Regions from separate parts of the Mus musculus genome. Here regions 1, 2 and 4 are each linked to region 3. A link is a contact called in public HiChIP or PLAC-seq and promoter capture Hi-C data. All regions are on one chromosome and are shown on one strand. The core of a region is the stretch at or near the end of the contact, and the rest is flanking DNA. Distances in the headings are between cores, read along the strand shown. Region 1 holds the start of Slc16a11 (solute carrier family 16 (monocarboxylic acid transporters), member 11). Region 2 holds the start of Asgr1 (asialoglycoprotein receptor 1). Region 3 holds the start of Kdm6b (KDM1 lysine (K)-specific demethylase 6B). Region 4 holds the start of Cldn7 (claudin 7).

Region 1 (3,300 bases), core at 756-3,255, 800 kb after region 3:
GAGCTACACAGTGAACTTGGGTCAGCCTGGGCTTCAGGAGCTACACAGTGAACTTGGGTCAGCCTGGGCTTCAGGAGCCTCATCCTTCCCACCCCCACCCCCCAAAAAAGAAAACTCCATTTAATGTTTCAAAAAGCATTCATACTTTATAACCCATGTGATTCTAAAAAAAAACTCACAGGATTGGTGTGGTTCCTTGACCTTGAGTTTACTAACTTGGTTTTGAGTCTGAAGTGGCCACTTGGCAAAGGGAGGCAGTGCTGTAGATAGAGCCTTGTCCAGTTGCCCTGGGCTACGGTGGTGCCCGTGAGGGCTGTTACGGATCCTATTCAGACACTGCTCTAAGTCTCTTACTTTCACATGCATACGCCATGACGAATTTAATCCTTACAACAACCCTATCAGGTAACTGTTATTATAACCATTTGAAAAACAAGGAAGCAGATCCTCGTTTGCACTCAGATAGCGAAGCGAGAGTCAAGCTTAGTAAGTCTTCTTGGGGTTCTAGGTAGGGGGTCCACTTTTCCAATGTTCATTAACTCCATGGACAACACACATTGGCTCTGGCTATGAGCATGAGGAAGACGAGGAACATGCCCTTTCACAACCAATCACCCTAGGCTCCGGATTTTGCATTCTGCCAAAGTACACAGCATTATTTGGTACAACCCAGAAATAGTCTCCTCTCTGGCTGTATTTCTATTTCATCACGGAGAGAGCCATTCCTTTGGGCTGGCCGGGTTCCACTTACAGAGAGCAGACTTCTTACTGGCCTTCTCAAGAAACCAGCCAGCTGTTCCCTGCCTCCTTGGTGGCTGAGTACCTGCAGGCGCCACCACTCCGGTGGCTTTCACAGACAGCTCCTGGCTGGTGAATGCAGTGAGGCCACTTTCCTAAGGTGTCTGTGGCAGGGCCTCACACCTTCATGGTCTTCTGTTCTAGGACATTTCAGCAGAAAAACCATTTATGTGAAAACCCAGAACTGAGAAAAGGGTAGACTTACTGAGGAGGGAGGACGCTGATTCCCTGGGGTGGGAGTGTGGGATGGGAAGGTAGCCTGGCTCTCCTTTAATGGTTGTGAGGCCTTCCCCAAACACAGTGATGTGCTTCTGAAAGTCTGTCTACTCTCTTTAGTCTTCCAGTTTCACGACTTCTCAGCTACGTTTCTTCCCTTTCTAGGCTGATACTTTCTCATCAATTAGGAAACACCGCCATCCCGTGGCTACGGGTTGATATAAGCTCCAACCTGCAAATCGCTGAAATTTCAATGGCATTGTTTAATGATTAAACCAAATGAATCAAATGGCGGAAGTAAAGCAATAGTGACTGCTAAAGAAGGTTGCTCGTTAAAATCTTCAAGAAAAACACCTGGGTTTATTTCTCTGAATTCTTCCTTAAAAAAAAAAAAATCTTGCCCAAGCCTTTCAGCTATTCCCAGCCACCCTCACACTGTGGCTCTGCATGAATTCTGTCCTTTCCACTACAGTTCACATCAATCTGTCTCTCCAAGCTCTTTCCCTCAACTGTCCCCAATCTCTGTGTCACTCCTAGGTCTGTTCTCCCTGTATCCTCCCACGATAGTATAAACCTAAGTTCAATTTTTTTTTTTTTTTTAGCTGAACGCTTTGGGGTGGGTTAGGGGTCAGCTATTACATTTGTAAAATGGGGATAGTGCCATCTTCATAGGGATATTGTAAGGATGAAATGGCCAAGTATGTAAAGACTGCCTGGAACATCACAGGTCTTGGTACCGAGAACTCGCCTTCCTTTCTAGTGAGGGCATGCTGGTGTTGTCCATTGGAGGCCAGTGATTTGAGTGATTTGATGTTGGAGCTTTACAGGATCCTCAACAACAAATCCGAGAATCCAAGAACTCATTTAGGTTTTGGAGACCACTGCTATTTTCATGCGTGGGCAGTTGGCCGGGCGAAGAGTGCAACCGGGCTCTTCTTGCGTGCGCAGCAGGTGCGTGGGTGTGAGCCCCGCGGCGTGAGAGGCGCGGGGAGAGGCGGGGCGCGGCCACCAGGTACGCTCACTCCTCGCGGTTCCCCAACCAGGGCTGGGGCTCGTGTGTGGATAATTCAATCCTCGTGGGACTCGGCGTCAGGCCTTAGCCAGGCCTGGGTGGATTGGCTGTCTCTCTTTCCCCCGCCCTCGGTATTCACCCCCACCCCCACCCCGTGTCCCAGGTGGCTTGGGCCCCTGTGGTGATCTCTGTTTACTGGAGAGAGCGGTCCAAGTTGGGCTCCATCTCTGTGCTGGCTAGCTGCTCCGCAGAACCCTTTCTGCGGAAAGCGCGGAGAAAATCCGGCCGAACCCACCTTCGCCCTTTCCCTACCCCCAACGCCGGGAGAGGTCGGGTAAGAGAAAGAGGGTTTGGGAAGGATGAGCCCCTGGCCTGGGGGATCCTGCTGCCCCTCCATCCCAGGACCTCACGCGCACCTAGGACTTCTATCCCTAGGCCTGGTTCCCGCGCCCATGCTCCGGGCGACGTGCCCTCCCTGGGCGAGCAGCCCGAGGCTGGATCTCAGGGACGTCAGCTCCCTAGCGGAGGCCCAGGCGTGGAGACTTCATTCACAGGTGTTTCCCCACCCCAGCAGACGGCGATGACCCCCAAGCCGGCCGGACCCCCGGACGGGGGCTGGGGCTGGGTGGTGGCGGCCGCAGCATTCGCCGTGAACGGGCTCTCCTACGGGCTCTTACGCTCCCTGGGCCTTGCCCTCCCCGACCTCGCGGAGCACTTTGAACGAAGCGCCCAGGACACTGCGTGGGTCAGCGCCCTGGCCTTGGCCGTGCAGCAGGCAGCCAGTGAGGGGGGCCCCCCGAGGTGGGAGGCGGGCACCGGGTGGAGAGGCCGTGGATGTAGTGATGGGAGACAGCAGACTTGATTACCAGACAACCTGAGAGTTACTGGTGGAACCAAATTCTAGAAGAGTGGGTCTTGAGGTCAATGGGAGGAGTTACCAGGCCAGGCAAAACAGCCAATGAGAAATGTTTCGGATAGTTTGGGGGTCCCGGGGCATGTCTTCGTTGACTCCGCCCCCTTCTAGGCCCAGTGGGCAGCGCCCTGAGCACTCGCTGGGGGGCACGCCCCGTGGTGATGGTTGGGGGAGTCCTAACCTCGCTTGGCTTGGTCTTCTCGGCTTTCGCCCGAAGCCTCCTGCACCTCTACCTCGGCCTGGGCCTCCTCGCTGGTAAGAAGAGTGGGGTGGCTGTATGTTTAAGGGGTGATAATGGGGACAGGAACTTCTTATAGGATAGGGGACTGTACAAGGCGGTGTGTGTGTGTGTGTCCGCGTG
Region 2 (3,243 bases), core at 33-2,532, 640 kb after region 3:
CCTTCTTCCAGGACAATATGCAAATAGAAAGATGCAAAAATCCTGAGTTTACAGCATTTTCCAGTTTTACAAGCTAGGGCTGAGGTCTCTCTAGCACTGAGAGAGCAAGAGGCTCGGTGCCCCCTGCTAGTCCCTACCTCTATGAGTAGAGCTACTATTCAGACTGGATCTGTATCTGTTTGCTTGCCAGAATAAACTAGATTGTAAGTGGCAAAATCAGAGAGTGTTAAATTAATGGCCCAATTTTCACCAAAATCGCTGGCAGCAAGCCCGGTTCATGTAAACATGCGGATTTTTAGGACACAGACAAGCAAGGACGCACAGAGTAGTTGGATTTATGTAAGCGGCACCTTCCTGAATAGCTCACAGGCTCTAGACGGCCACAGAGGCCACTCCTCACTGTGGAGCCTAACAGGAGGAGGATTATATGTTGAATATTGCTCTTGTCCCAAGCCTGAGTTCTGACAGGCCTCTCTGAAGCTCTCAGGACCATGAGGGGCCATGTTTAAGCCTCTCTGGGGATTTGGGGACCTGGTGCGTGGGACAGCTAAGGATCCCATTCTGAGTGAGGTGCTGGAGGCAGCACACAGGTCACTGAGTTGGGCTGCCCGGGTGTTAGTCTGTGCTCTTCTGTGTAGTATGGCTTTGAGAAGCCCTTGTCTTCCAGAGCCTCAGCTTTCTTGCCTGCAGAATGGGTTGTTCTCTGGGGATGAGAAAGGTTGAAGTCCTGGGGCATATGGTAGAATCAGTGATTTCTTGGCCCTGATCCTAGAGGGGAGCTGCTCCTCCTGTTACCACTGCGCTGCTTGGAGGACTACCATAGAGTGAGTCAGTCAGGTTAGGGCTGAGGAGCCTGGAGCTGAGACCCCAGGAATCTACAGCTTGCAATTATAACACTGAGGTCACAGGGCAGGATTGGGCAAGAGCGGGGAATCAGTTGGTGCCTCTGATCCTGGTCAGGGATATTTGGAGATACGGACAATTCTGGGAAATTCAGGACCGAAAGGGGGAGGGCTCTGAGGGCAAGCAGCAAACTGTTCCCTAGCCTTTTAAGGCCTGTCTCACCCACAAAAAGGTAACAAGTATTGAACATGCGGAAGTGCATGCGTAGATGTGTGTGCCTCTGTGTGTGTGTGTGTGTGTGTGTGTGTAGACTCCCCTTTTCTGAGAAATAGAATAGAGGTCACCCATGCCTTCTTTCCTCCCCTATACCTCCCCAGTTCCAAGTCTACTCCTACCTCTGTTTATGGTTCAAAGTCCCGGTGTTGGTGATGCCAGGTTCAGCGTGCTCGGACACACATGGGCCCTGGATGGACCCTGTCCCCTCCCCTCCCATTGCCCAGGGCTCTTCACCTGGTTCTTCAGGCTTCAGCCCCCTCCTTAGCCTGGGCTCTTCGTGGTGCTGAGGGACCTTCAGTAAGTACAGCAGGAGGAGAAGGGATGGGTGACAGCCAAGAGAGAGTGGCTGTATGGGTTCACATGCGCAGTGTGTGTGAATGGGAGAGGAGAGATTTTTCTTAGACAGAATGTAGCCTTGGTTAGTCTGGAATGCACTCTGTAGACCAGGCTGGCCTCGAACCTACAGAGATCCACCAGACTCTGCTTCCTGAATACTGGGATTAAAAGCATGTGTCATCATGTCCAGCTAGAGGATAGATTTTTGGATGTCAGGCTTGGGAGCAGATAGGGTTAGGGGAGACAGAAAGTATGTCCACCTAGTCAGATGTAAAAGGGAACTGGACTTCATCCAGCTCTGAGTCTGTTAGCCTCGGCCTCAGCTCTAAAGGCTCTAAATTTGGCTGTCCTAGGTCCGGATCCAGTGCCATCATGACAAAGGATTATCAAGATTTCCAGCACCTGGACAATGATAATGACCATCATCAACTCCGGAGAGGTGAGAGGTGCTCCCTTTCAGAGAGGCGAGGGGTTCTCCCCTCTGGAGGAGAACATCAGTGGCTCTGTCCCTCCGACTCAGCTCCTGTGTCCTGTGGAGATCCCTAGCTCTGTTCCATACACTCAGAAAACAGTGGCTGCATCACTCTTGCTGGGACATAGGGTACAGGGCATAGTGTTGGCATCCTCAGTGACAGATGTCCAAGCTTCCTCCCAATGTTACCCATTTCTCAAGACCCCAGGCAGAGGGTGGCTCCAAGGTGTGGGGCCTACTGAAGGTCGGGGGCATGAGCTTATTGTCAGCCCCGTCTGAAGTTAGGTCCCTTTCTTCTTCAGTTTCAACAGTGTGTATGTGGAGGTGGAGGTGGGGATGGGAGGTGATCAGGATCAGTTTGACTTAAGGGACCCTTGGAGAGGGGGCTGAGGGTCTCAGCACGGATGAAAGATGAAGCATCTGCTCTCCCTACTTTGTCCTCTGAGCAGGGACTGTCGTGTGCCTGTACAAACAAATACAGAGCTCTTGAGGTATCCCAGGTGGGCAGTGTGCTTTTATGCAGGAAGGAGCACAGGAGGGGAAACGGGGCGGGGGGGGGGGGGCAGGAGGGAAAGCCCGCAGGCCAACCGACAGGACTGAGTGTCATTTTCTCCCTTGGTGGGAGAGGCTCACCTTTTCTCCTTGCATGCAACCAAAGACGCACAGGATTCACGGAAAGAGGAGGAAACCCACCCTTCCCACACTTTGGTGGAGCAATGACTCCCCAGGCGTGGTTCATCGTCTGTAATGACAATATTATGCCACAGGGTGGCAGCAGAGGTCCAGGGCTTCGGGAATGCTAGGGCAGGTCAAAGCTTTGCACTTCTGATAACCCCCTTTCTTCCCTATCTTTAGGTCCTGCAGGGTTGTCCACGGCCCACATTTCTTAATCTATACGGCCCCTCTTAGTCTACTGGAGAGCTTAGTTTGCGCTCTTCCTAATACCTCGGGATTTAGGTTGGCCCAGGTAGTGAACTCTTGATACGCTCTCTTGCAGGGCCGCCTCCCACTCCACGGCTCTTGCAGCGACTCTGCTCTGGATCCCGCCTCCTCCTGCTCTCCTCGAGCCTCAGCATTCTGTTGCTGGTGGTTGTCTGTGTGATCACATCCCAAAGTGGGTGGCCAGGGCTGGGCAGAGAAAGGGGGCAACTTCGGGTGTGTGTGAGCAAGCGGTGGGTGCGGTGGTTGGTGGACACAGACAACTTATTTTTCTCTACCCACATCCTCTCTTGCTTAGATTCCCAACTCCGGGAAGATCTGCTGGCTCTAAGGCAGAATTTCAGCAACCTCACTGTGAGCACTGAGGACCAGGTCAA
Region 3 (3,370 bases), core at 596-3,095:
CTACAAGTCTAGGGCCAAGACTCAGGTGTTGATAGCAGGAGTTAGGCCTCAGTCAACCCTCACCTCAGACTCACTCCTTGGGGACCAGTGTTTTCTCCAGGACCCAGACACACGGGCTCTCTACCTGGCCTCTCCATTTCCTGGCCTTCCAGCCCCCATCTTTCCCCCTGCCCCAGAGACTTAGGCCTCTGGCCTCCATGATGCAATGCACTGCAAGCTTTTGTGCCTGCTGATGACACTGCCCCCAGGGAAGTGTTATTTCTGACCTAAGCAAGGCCCTTAAGGAACAGTGGTCAGCAGCGAGCTGAGAAAACTGGATTGGCTAGGACCTTCTGGAGAAAAGATGCTAGAGGCTGGACCCTTCTGGACAGGGAAGCAAATTCAGGACTAAGGTGCTTACCCAGCAGTTGATAGAATTTGTGGCTACGGGGTAGGCTAGCCTATAGAGGGGGGGAGGGTTGCAGGCCAGACCAAGGGGGTCAGAAGGGTATGTGATGGGTGTCTGGACACCAGAGTGGGGGAGGGCCAACAGCCATTTAAAGGGCCAACCTCAGAACTTTAATCCCTTACCAGCCTTGGCCCCAAGCAGGAGGCTGTAATTCATCTGCCCAACAGCTGGGGTGGGGGTGGGGGGGCATGTGCATGAGGAGGAGGGGCTGGGGCCTTCTTGTGCAAAGAACCAAACAACAAAAGGGGAAGCTGAAGGGGCCAGCTCTAAAGTACCCAGGTCACCCTACTGACCTGCGGATCTGCCAGTGGCCCCCACCTGGTTCTGGCCCACAGGTTCTGTAGTTCAGACTCACAGATTCTTGGTCATGGAGTCAAAGGGCTCACCCATGGGGTTCTGAAGAAAGCCTAGACTGAGCACCCTCAGGGCAGGCTGTCAACCCCTTCTTGCACTTTTCCAGCCACAGTAACTGGACTGGAGACCTGAGGCCCAGTCCCAGACAGCCTCAAATGCCCTGCTCACCAGCCAAGCCTCTGTAGACATAGCCTGCCAGCTCCCCCTCCTGCCAGCACAGGGTGGCAGTGGCCACACCAAGGCTGTCCCTTTAAATCATTTCCACCCCTGACGGTGTGGACAAACCAAGGGCCCTGCCCCCCAGGCAGGCAGCTTGCCACCACCCCACCCCCTAACCCCCAGATATGTAAGGGCCATTTAAAGGGACATCAGAGAGGCAGCCTGGTCTCTAACAAATCCCCACCCCCTCCTCACACACTCACTGTCCCTGTCTCCAGCAACACACAGCCCCCCTGCCTCTCCATCAGGCCCCAAATTCCGGTTTTCTCTCACCCCTAGAGACTGCTACGAGGAGAATGGGGCAAGGGAGACTGGGGGGAGCCATTAAAGAATAAGGACTCCCTCCTTCCTCAGAGCCCCATGAGACTGGTCGGAAGAAGCCAGCCTAAGAAACATTGAGACAGAACCCCAAAAGGTGCCTCGGGCAGAACAGGGGAGCACACACTGTGGGGTGGGGGGAAGGGAGTCAGGCTGCACGAGACGGAGGGTGGCGGAGCCAGCAGGCGACAAGCCCAACTCGCAGAAATGGAACAAGGAGGGCTGGGGGGGAAAGGCAAGGCCCGGGAAATCGGGGAGACGGAAAGGGGTCGTCCGGGAGGGTGTGGAAGAAAATCAGACAGGGGGAGGGAGAGCCAGGCCAGGGTTACCTGCTGGGTGTCTGTCCCCCGGCGGTGCCCCCAGAGTCCGGGTAGGGAGGGGGAAGCAGCAGGGGGGGGAGTGGGGGCTGGGGGGCGGGGGAGACGGTCCCTCCTCTGCCTCCTGGGCCTGCCCCGGCGCTTGCAGCCTCTGCCTCCCTCCCTCCTCCTCCCCGTCCCTGAGTCCCGGAGTCAAACAAAGAACTGTAGCAGGCTCTCCCCAACCCCCTCCCTCCCTCCTCCTCCTCCTCGTCCTCCTCCTCCTCCTCCACCTCCTCCTCCTCCCCTCCCTCCCCACCAGCAGGCTCCCTCCTCCTCCCTTCCGGTCTCTTCCTTTAACTACCCGCTCCCCCAGCCTCCCCCCACTAGTCTCTCTCCACCCACCCACCCACCCCAACCTTTTACACACCCCTTTAGCCTAGCCATGTCCCCGCTAGGGAAACTGTGGAGTCCCTTTGCAAAATGAAAGGCTCCAGAGAGCAACATGGGAGGGAACCAGAGTATCGCTTGAAAATCACAAGCTACAACGTAATTATTTTAACAGCCAAAGGAATATAGTCTTAGCTATTTTTTTTTAAGGAGGGGAAAAATAAACCTAAAGAAAGCAATACAAATCTGGCTAAAGCCCACATCAAATAAGGTACATAAAGTAGTCGATGCTAATCCCTGACACCCCCCCCCCACACACACACACACACACAACACACACTCCAGGTAGCAGAATTCTCCACTCTTTAACCAATCCCCTGTGAGGGCTACTTTAGAAACAGGTCCACCCACTATAATAACTAACAACATTTAATAATATGTATTTTCTGATACTCATTCGGTATTAATTTTATACCAACCACTGTGCTAAATGCTTTGCATAAATTATTTCACTGCCCCCTCCCATCAGCTAGAAGGTAGGTATTGATATTTAAATGTCCCAGATTGCAGATAGGAGGTTCTGCAAGGTTGTGACTTTTCCCGAGTCCCATTTAGTGGCAGAGCTGGGGTTAGAATCCAGGTTTGAGCCGACAATCCACATTCTTAGGCACAAGAAAGGAGACTCTGTAATACCATCACCAACTCCAAGATTTAACAGAGGGCAGCCATAACTATCACTGGACTTCTCTCTCAAAAGTGGGCAATACCAGAAGCTGATCCACCTACCTACACAGATAAAGACCTTGACTTTTCAGCCTAACTCTTTCTCCTCAGTTTGGTAAGAGGAGGTGACGGGAGTCGCAGGGATGGGCTGGTGTGTATACCCACATACAGCTCCTCTCTTAGGGGCAGCTGTCTTGCAACTACACCCACTTCAGCTCAAGCTGGGAAAGGGGCAACCTGACACTGGGCCATGCAGCAGGTGGGAAACTAAAAAGACTTCAGGAGACACTTCCAAGGGCGCGCGGGAGGGAGTACGGGGGGTGGTAGTGGTAGTGGGGACTGGAGAGGAAGTTTTTCCATGGCAATCTAGGAAAAAGAAGGGGGGGGAAGACCCAGAATTCTCTCAAGCCAGCAAAGGGGCAAAGTCTTTCAGGCCACACCACACCCGCGCCCCTCCCCCTTCACGAAACTCCAGGCCAGGGTTTCCCACCTGCAGGATGCTAATGCCAAGGGAAAGGAAAGGAGAAAGAGATGGCACGGGACTGGAACGGGACTCTGGGCAGAGGTGGGAGGGAATGGAAAGGGGAGGAGATCGCATTGCCTGGCAACCGTCCCGGGGCAC
Region 4 (3,351 bases), core at 826-3,325, 550 kb after region 3:
ACTCCCCTTCTGGAAGGCTGGCTTTAAACTGTCTATTTTTCTGCCTCCATCTACCAAAAGCATGCACCAACCACATCCAACAAGAAAACCACCTTAAAAACAAAAGAAAACAAAACAAATCCCAGTTGTGTATAGTAGCCCACATCTATGATCCCAGCATTGGGAAGTAGAGCCAGGTGGCCCACTTGTGAAGTCCAGGCCAGCCTAGTCTATATAGTGAACTTTAACTAGATGGAGCTGCAGAGTGAGATCCTGTCTCAAAAGTACCAACTCACCAACCTTTCAACCAACGAACAAAAAACAGAAACAAACCATCTCAGAAAATAACCCAAAAGGTAAAAAATAGACACAAATAACAAAGTTCACAAAGTTCTGCATTTTATACAAAAGCAGGTTAATTGGCTGAACAAGAAGGGCATTAAATATGTTTACTGGATAAATGGAGGATTTACATAGAAATGTGTAAGGGAAAGGAGAAGGTGTTGACTTTAAAAAACTAGCAAGAGAGAGGGTCTGGAGAATGGGCTCAGTGGTTAAGAGCACTGCTCTTCCAGAGGACCTGGGTTCAAATCCTAGGACCCACACACACATCTGTCACAAGCTTCACAGAAACATAATACATGCAGGGAAAACACCAGTGCACATAAACGTAAATAAAAAACCAAAAAACTAGCAAAAGGAAGAAAGACCTGTGAAGGTCTGAGAGGTGGAAGGAGGTTGTAGGAGAGGTAGACTGGAAGAAAGAACTAGAAAGAGTTCAGGGGGGCAGTGATGGACACACTGGGCTACTGGGCTCCAAGGGTCTGGAGGGAGCAACCTTAGTCTGGAAGTGTGTGTGTGTGTGTGTGTGTGTGTGTGTGTGTGTGTGTGTGTGTTGGGGGGGGTGAATAAAAATGCAGAAGGCAGGAAAAGGGGAAAGATAAATGAGAACCTTAGAAGCCAAGCTGGGAGGAAGGATGGTCAAAGTTCTGGGAAAGCTGGAAGGAGTGGAGGCTGAGCTAGGCTTTCTATTTTTTTTTTTAAGATTTTATTATTATATTTAAATACACTGTAGCTGTCTTCAGACACACCAGAAGAGGGTGTCAAGATCTCATTATGGATGGTTGTGAGCCACCATGTGTTTACTGGGACTTGAACTCAGGACCTTTGGAAGAGCAGTCAGTGCTCTTAACCCCTGAGCCATCTCCCCAGCCTTAAGCTAGACTTTCTAAGGGATGAATTAAGATGCTAGAGTGGGTCGGAGGGCACCGAAAGGGCACACAAACAGGTCCCCGGAAGCTCAGAATGAAGGAAAGAGAAAGTGTGTGGATGGAGAAGGAAGTGAGGAAAATGAAGGTAAACCAGAAATGACAACCTGGGGAGGGGAATGTTGGGCGTGTCGTGTCAGACTCTCTGACCTAGGTCTTACCCTTCTCCCCACCCTCGGAAAACTCCTTCGGGTAGAAGGAGCCTCTATGTTGGAGGAGACACTGACAGGCTCAGGTGCTAAGTCCTGTACCTACCTGGTCCTGGGACCAGGCCTGTGGGAGGACTGTCGGAGAGCCGTGTCTTGTGGAGGGCTTGAGCGGTGAAGCGGTAGGTTGCTAGACTGTCTGAGAGTAGAAATTCCTAGAAGGGTGCATGCAGCACGGGTGATTTTACCGTAATGGGTTAGGGCCCCTGATGATGAGACAGGCCTTGGTAGGAGACTAAAGAAAAAAAGAGCTGAGAGTGGAGACGAAAGTCGGGCTGGACAAGTGGCACGCGCCGAAACCTGCAGGGGAAGGATGGCGAGGAGCCTTTCCAGGGGCGTCTGAGGGTACTGGCTCCGCAGCGACCCAGGCGCACCTGTATGGAAAGGAGAGGAAGGGGCCACTTGGAGTCTGCAGGGCAGACTCCGACCCCAGGGACTTCTGAGAAGCCGTCGCCTATTTCCCATCAACGGTTAGAGCCAGGCAAATGAAGGGGCGTGACCCTGGAGCTCAGGTTTCTTCCTCTTCACCTGGACGAGGAGGGGGTAGGGGCCAAGACTTCCGGTTCAGGTGAGTGTCCCTTCAGTGACGTCAGGTCACTCGACTGCCCCTCTGGTCCCGCCCAAGTTGCAGCGCTCCGGGTGCCTGCGGGGGCGCGTCCCCGACGTCCTGCATATATATACTCAGGTGCGCCGCACCTGCTCGCCCGCACCTGCCGCCGCACCGCCAGCTCCCTGTGCCGCGCACCGCAGCCTGGGGCCCAAGGGCCCGCATACTTTCTGGGGGCCACGCCCTAACGGCCCCTCCACTTCTTTGGGTAGTCTCGGAGCACGCCGGTAGGAACCGCCCGGCCTTCGGGGACCGCTTTTGTCTGGAACCAGTCCTTCGGGCGAAGCCGGTTCCCTCTGCTGTGAGAGTGTCGCTTCACCGGAGGGGACGATTTGTGTTTACCTCGGTTAACAAGATTTGTAGTTACCCGGTCCAAAAAAAAATCTTTTTCTCCTTTGGGTGACTTAAATCTCTATCCAAATTTTCTTGTGTTGCTGCTCCCCGGATTTTTGTTTTTTTGTTTTTTTGCTTTACTGTAGGGTCGCCCTCCCGGCGCGTCCCGTCTTTTCTGAGACAAGGAAATGGCCAACTCGGGCCTGCAACTGCTGGGCTTTTCAATGGCCATGCTTGGCTGGGTGGGCCTGATAGCGAGCACTGCCATCCCTCAGTGGCAGATGAGCTCCTATGCGGGCGACAACATCATCACAGCCCAGGCCATGTACAAGGGGCTCTGGATGGAGTGCGTCACGCAGAGCACCGGCATGATGAGCTGCAAAATGTACGACTCGGTGCTCGCCCTGCCGGGTAAGGCCGTGGGACCGACGGGGCGGACGTGCCCAGGGTCAAGGTGGCCGGGTTGGGTGTGGGGCAGGGCCCAGGCCGCACTGCCCGGCGCCCGGGGTTGCCAGGGAGGAGGAAGTGGACGCCTTGGGCTCAGTCGGTGGGACAGAGAGAGAGCGTGCCTGGGATCTGATCTGGGTGTCCCACGTGGGTCCACGCCCCTCTGCCCAGATTTTTTTTGGGGGGGTTTCCTGGGCGAAGCACCCCCCAACCCCTGGCAGTCAGTGGTCTCTCTCTTCCCCTGCTTCTTTCTCTGGACAAAAGGAGAAGAGGGACGGAGGTTCTCAGGGCCGCGGAATCGTGCCCTCGTTAGACGTGGGACCGTACTTGTGGCCTCTAATCTTATCGGCCGATTAGCTGAAGCCACAAACTCGGTGGCCTCGATAGCGGGGCCAAAGCTAGGACACGCGCCGGCTGGTGTGGCTGGAGCGAGGGCCTTAGCCGCCACCTGCACTTCTCTTTCGCCCCCTTTCTCCCTTCCCCCCTACCTGGAACGGTTTCATCGAAACCT

What was found. Promoter capture Hi-C pulls out the DNA fragments that hold promoters and counts their contacts. HiChIP or PLAC-seq counts read pairs in DNA pulled down with a chosen protein or histone mark.
Region 1: a contact with region 3 is called in a FOXA1 HiChIP or PLAC-seq map of pancreatic cancer cells. The contact joins the promoter of Slc16a11 here to the promoter of Kdm6b in region 3. A contact is called at or near these places in 4 of 39 promoter capture datasets (hippocampal neurons, liver, pre-B cells and 1 more), 1 of 484 Hi-C or Micro-C datasets (embryonic stem cells) and 3 of 115 datasets of contacts at active chromatin or transcription factors (bone marrow-derived macrophages, embryonic stem cells and pancreatic cancer cells).
Region 2: a contact with region 3 is called in a promoter capture Hi-C map of liver, with 2.7 times the contacts expected there. The contact joins the promoter of Asgr1 here to the promoter of Kdm6b in region 3. A contact is called at or near these places in 2 of 39 promoter capture datasets (both in liver) and 1 of 115 datasets of contacts at active chromatin or transcription factors (microglia).
Region 4: a contact with region 3 is called in an H3K27ac HiChIP or PLAC-seq map of embryonic stem cells, with 3 times the contacts expected there. The contact joins the promoter of Cldn7 here to the promoter of Kdm6b in region 3. A contact is called at or near these places in 1 of 484 Hi-C or Micro-C datasets (myocytes) and 1 of 115 datasets of contacts at active chromatin or transcription factors (embryonic stem cells).

The regions. Positions count from the first base shown.
Region 1 is chr11:70,211,905-70,215,204 of GRCm38.p6, forward strand. It overlaps Slc16a11 (solute carrier family 16 (monocarboxylic acid transporters), member 11), which reads left to right and starts at 2,006. Exons shown (of 5, transcript NM_153081.3): 1 at 2,006-2,360; 2 at 2,598-2,808; 3 at 3,051-3,194. The coding sequence starts at 2,607.
Region 2 is chr11:70,053,073-70,056,315 of GRCm38.p6, forward strand. It overlaps Asgr1 (asialoglycoprotein receptor 1), which reads left to right and starts at 1,283. Exons shown (of 9, transcript NM_009714.3): 1 at 1,283-1,416; 2 at 1,809-1,894; 3 at 2,925-3,041; 4 at 3,165-3,243. The coding sequence starts at 1,828.
Region 3 is chr11:69,414,349-69,417,718 of GRCm38.p6, forward strand. It overlaps Kdm6b (KDM1 lysine (K)-specific demethylase 6B), which reads right to left and starts at 1,846. Exons shown (of 24, transcript NM_001017426.2): 1 at 1,669-1,846. It overlaps Gm51903 (a long non-coding RNA gene), which reads left to right and starts at 1,165. Exons shown (of 2, transcript XR_003949708.1): 1 at 1,165-1,436.
Region 4 is chr11:69,963,346-69,966,696 of GRCm38.p6, forward strand. Cldn7 (claudin 7) reads left to right here and starts at 2,076. Exons shown (of 4, transcript NM_016887.6): 1 at 2,076-2,804. The coding sequence starts at 2,582.